Linked DNA regions of Arachis hypogaea: region 1 is linked to region 2. A link is a contact called in public Hi-C data. All regions are on one chromosome and are shown on one strand. The core of a region is the stretch at or near the end of the contact, and the rest is flanking DNA. Distances in the headings are between cores, read along the strand shown.

Region 1 (2,700 bases), core at 16-2,515, 330 kb after region 2:
AATTATCTTGTCAGTAATGATATATTAACAAAATTAAAGATAGAACAATCAATTTTAGAACACATTTATTTTTAAAACAAATTTAAATACACAAATTTTATGAACTTAATTTTAATATATAAAATAAAATATGTTTAATATAATTTTGCTGTATTAGCAACAAGACAAATAATAATATGTAAATATATAATTGTTTTGAGAATTTTAAAATATATAAATTTTAAATTTATTTTATGAATTTAATTTTAATATATTAATAGTATAAAATATTTTATATTGTCGTCTAATTATATTATTTTTAAATAATAATCTACATAATAAATATAAAAAATATTTATTTTTATTAAAACATGTTAAATGTGTAAAATTCCTAAATTTAATCATTCCCATAAATAACAAACAAGAAGGAGTAATAAATTTGCTTTACATTTATCCTCAAATTTGTACTCACTTGTTAAACCACCTCTTTTTAATCTTTAAAAACCGAAAACAGAAAAAAAAACATGATATTTATATAATTATATATATTATTCATTTTTATAATATTAACGATAAATTATTAAAGTTATTTACTGTTTTATTTTATTTTTTATCAACATTTTAAATACTCAAAACAAAAATATCAAAAAGAGTCAATAGATTATTTGTACAATGTGTATAATGAGTTATTGAGTTATAAAATAAACATCACACATACATCTTTTCAAAACCTTGAGCTGATTTTGGGATTCACCAAGAAATGAATTTTTGACTTTTTGAATCTAGAGCTCTAATACCATGTCATGATACCACTCATCCTAAAAATTTCACCAGATGAAAAACAATATCACTAATGGTTATATCTCTAATACTCTCTAAATCTCCATTATTTCCCAAAAAAAACACGAAAATAATGTAGATAATTTTACAGACAAAAATAGGAACACAATGGGGCCCACGGCCCACATCTCTTGATCCTTTCCAAGTTTTTTTCCGTCTTTCTTTTCCCATGCAAAATAACACCAAACCCACTTCGCCCATCTTCTCATTTTTCCTTGATATTCACCAGTCACAATAAAAAAAAGAAAAGTATACGTTACCAAGAGAGAGTCTGCCAACTATTATCAACACGTGATAAATTAAGATTAAACCATGATTAACTTAGATGTGGCTTTATTTAATAGATAGACTTCATGTTCAGCCCAATTCAAATTAGCAGATTTTGACAGATAAAAAGTTGGTAGCTTAGCACTACTATAAAAAAAAAAGTAAAAAATTCTACTCTTGTTCTTCCTCCGACGACACTAACCAACAAATTAACCAGTTATAGTTACTCATAATGTAATGCTTCCTTTCAGTTTCATGACCACCTTCCTCCTCTTGTTCTTTTGTTCACAACCAGCTCTCTCACTAAACCATGAAGGCCTCCTTCTACTCCAATTCAAGAACCACCTAACCGACCTTGACAACTCACTCTCTTCATGGAACCCTTCAGACACAAGTCACACAACCCCGTGCCATTGGTGGGGTGTCACGTGCCGCAACGCCACCACAACTCCCGTAACCATCACCGTCACTCCCCTCTGCACTCTCAACGGCTCACTCCTAGCCATCCCCCTCTGCCCGCACTCACCACCCTCTCCATCCCCGGCAACTTCATCTCCGACACCATTCCTCAATCCCTCTCTGCCTGCCGCCGTCTCCGACACCTCGACCTCTCCCAAAACACTCTCGTTGGAACCATTCCCTCCTCACCGCCCTCCGCCACCTCGACCTCTCCTTCAACAACCTCTCCGGCGACATTCTCGCTCAACTCAGCCAAACTCTTCACCGCCTCGTGTTACTTGACTTAGTCAACAACTTCCTCAGCAGACCATTCCCGAACTCGTTAACTAACATGACGTCACTCAAGGTCCTTCATTTAGCATACAACTCCTTTGCGCCGAGTCAGCTCCCAAGTCAACTCAACTCGCCAACCTCAAAGAACTCTGGCACTCGGGTTGCAACCTCATAGGTCCAATCCCGAATTCCATTGGAAACCTCAGGCGCCTCGAGAATCTCGACCTCTCAAAGAACAAATTCACCGGAGAGATACCAGAATCGTTATCGGGGTTGAATAGCGTGTTCCAGATTGAATTATATGAAAACGCGCTCACCGGCGCGTTGCCGAGGGGTTTGTTTAGAAACGAACTCGTTGGGAGCTTGCCGAGTGAACTCGGTAGTAACTCGCTGTTACAGATCATCGACGTCTCTTTTAACCGTTTTTCCGGCGAGTTGCCGGCGGGTTTGTGCCGGTGGGGAAAGTTGGAGGAGTTGCTCATGTTGTTCAATTTTTTTTCCTGGAAAATTCCGGAGAGCCTCGGAAATTGCACGAGCCTGAGGAGGGTTAGAATTGGGAACAATAACTTGTCTGGAAAGGTACATGATGCACTTTGGGGTTTGCCTCATTTGCATTTAATCGAGCTTAATTCTAATACATTGTCTGGTTCAGTTTCAAATTTGGTATCCCTTGCTTATAATCTGTCTGATTTGAGGATTTCGCATAACCAGTTGGGTTGATCCTGATGAAATTGGATCATTGAATAACCTTTTGGAGTTTCATGGTGGTAATAATAAGCTTTCTGGTAGAATCCGTGATAGCATGGCCAAATTGATCCAGTTGGGTACTCTTGATTTGAGCTATAATGAAATGTCTGGTGAAATTCTGGGTTGGATTGGCGG
Region 2 (2,700 bases), core at 94-2,593:
AATACCAAGAATAATTCATCATAGCAACTGAGTTGTGATGAAGACATTTTTAAAATTCTAGCATAAAAAAAAGAGCATGGGAACAACAATTTTATTCTGAGTTGCAGAGAGCATGAACCTCAGTTTTCACAACAAATTCAACTATGATAATTTCAGCAACAAAAGATTTAGCTCAAAAGATGATTTACAGATTTACAGCAACAAAAAATTTAGCTAAGTGATTACTTCAGCAAGACAACAACAGATTCAAGCTTCAGTGATGATAATCAGTAACAAATTCAACTCAGCGATGATTTTAAGCTACAAAAAAATTAGTTCAGTGATATTTTCAGCAACAAATTCAACTTTTAGCAACAAAATCAAGGTGCAGTGATGAATTACATCAACAAAAAATTTAGCTAGGTAATTTTTTCAACAAGACAGCAACAGATTCAAGGAACAAAAAAATTAGCTCCGTGATATTTTCAGCCACAAATTAAACTTTCAGCAACAAAATCAAGGTTTACATCAACAAAAAATTTAGCTGGGTGATTTTTTCAACAAGACAGCATCATATTCAAGGTTCAGTGATGATAATCAGTAAACAATTCAACTCAGTGATATTTTCAGCAACAAATTCAACTTTCAGCAACAAAATAAAGGTGCAGAGATGATTTACAGCAAAAAAAATTGAGCAAGAAAGAACAGGGAATTTGATAGAACTCACCAAATCGGGGACCAGCTGCTGACGGCGAGGCTCGAAGCAAGAAGAAGACGACGACCACTAGCCCCGGGACGTGCTGCTTCTGCCGCCGGCGACGACAATCGTAGGGAAGGCGCGGGACTGAGTGCGAGACGGTGACGAGGCAAAGAGCGACAACGACGACCAGCCCCGGCACCTGATGCTTCTGCCGCCGGCGACGACGAGCGCCGGGAAGGCGCGCGCTGACGGCAAGACAGTGACGAGACAGAGAGCGAACGACGAGCTTGAGTGAGAGACCGGACACGAGAGAACTTGAGTGCGAGGGCGACGGTGACTCAGTGAGAGAGATAAGAAAGCTTCAGCTTAGTAAGAGAGTGACGAGACTAAGACACTGAGGAGTGCCCTGGTGGGTGCAAGAGGAAGAGGAAGGAGACGTTCACTGAGCAGATTTGGATTTTGGCTTTCCTTTACTAGAAAACGACGTCATTTTTTCTTCTAAAAACAAATTAAGCATAACTCGGACCGGTCGGACCGGGTTATGAAAACCAACCGGATCACCAGTTTTTCTTAAACACGAACGACCCAAGTCGATTTTTTGTGGGTCTGATGCTTAAGCAGTTTAAAAGATGGCACGACTCGGCCGAATAACTAAGTTTTCAGTTGAACTGACCAAGTCAAGTCGAATCTAATAATTATGATTGCAGCGGATGCTCTAATTCCCCTAATCCACATTTTCAATTTCTAGTTCAACTACATCGAACCGGTTATATATAGTTGTTAGTTATATATATACAAGAAGGTAAATTATATGATAAAGATGTAAGTTTATAGATTTTTTTTAATAGAATAAAAGAGAGATTAATAAAGGTAGGACCTATATTTTGAATAATAATAAAATAATAAAAAATAACTATAAAAAAAATTATATTCTCTCTCTATACCACTCATATCTGTACACTAGAGTGTCCCCTATAATAATATATAATGGTAATATATAGATTTAGTGTCCAAAATTTTTTTTCAGTATTTTCCTTTCTAATTAACTTTTTTATTTAATGTCAGTTATTCATCTCTAAAAAATTTTCGTTGCTCCACTTGGCTACTTTTTTACTTGTTATCTTTCGCCTCTTACCCATTTTTTCTCTTTTCATCTCATCTCTTTTTTTTTTATCAAAGATAGGAGACTCAAACCCGCAATCTCTTAAATGAATATGAGAAAATTATGCCATTTAAACTATTACTCATTGGCTTCTCATCTCATCTCTTATTAATATTATTGAATACATTAATAGATTTTAAAAATATGTTAATCTCATACCAATAATAGATTTGCTTTTAAACATTCAAATACTCATAATAATAGTAAAATTGGTCTAAATTTAAGTAATAGATAAAACTGTGATAATATTAATGGGTATAAATTATCATTTTTTAAAAGCTTTAATTCATACTTAGTAAACTTTCAATTATTTCTAATATACTAAGTTACATATATGATATATCTATAATACAGTGTATTATTATTGTTAATTATTCACTTAAAAAATTTACACTATTAATTTAATATTTAAATTTTTTATTATGGTACTATTTTGATGTACTCTAAATTTTTATTATGTATTTATAATTTTGATAACAATCATTCTTAAAAGAAATATTAATCTTATTTTTTAATTTTTAGTTTGTTCAAACAATATTAAATCATTTATATTAAAAGATTTAGGTAATTCAAAAAATATTATTTATACGTTAAAAATCTATTTTTAAATATTTAAGTATTAGAATTGGTCCAAATAATATACTAAATGATAATAACTGTTCATACCCTAACCCAACGATAAGGCCCAGCCCAAAAGGGTTGAGCTTTGCCTTGTACCGACCTCCTCCCTACGAAGTCGGTTCTTACCACGACTAGCCCTAAAGAAGTCGGGGACGAAGATTAGCTGGTAGATAATCACTCATTCAAATGAGTAACTGCCCCTAAAATCTCTCTACCCACTTTCAAGAGCCATATCTCA

The links. Hi-C and Micro-C count contacts between places; a contact is called where the count stands out from the background.
Region 1: a Hi-C map of leaf shows a contact between it and region 2, with 4 times the contacts expected there. The contact joins the promoter of LOC112796601 here to the promoter of LOC112796599 in region 2. A contact is called at or near these places in 2 of 8 Hi-C or Micro-C datasets (leaf and an unstated tissue).

Annotation. Positions count from the first base shown.
Region 1 is chr4:30,451,006-30,453,705 of arahy.Tifrunner.gnm2.J5K5, forward strand. It overlaps LOC112796601 (receptor-like protein kinase HSL1), which reads left to right and starts at 1,266. Exons shown (of 2, transcript XM_072235476.1): 1 at 1,266-2,700.
Region 2 is chr4:30,122,196-30,124,895 of arahy.Tifrunner.gnm2.J5K5, forward strand. LOC112796599 (pentatricopeptide repeat-containing protein At5g67570, chloroplastic) reads right to left here and starts at 1,344. Exons shown (of 11, transcript XM_025839134.3): 1 at 707-1,344.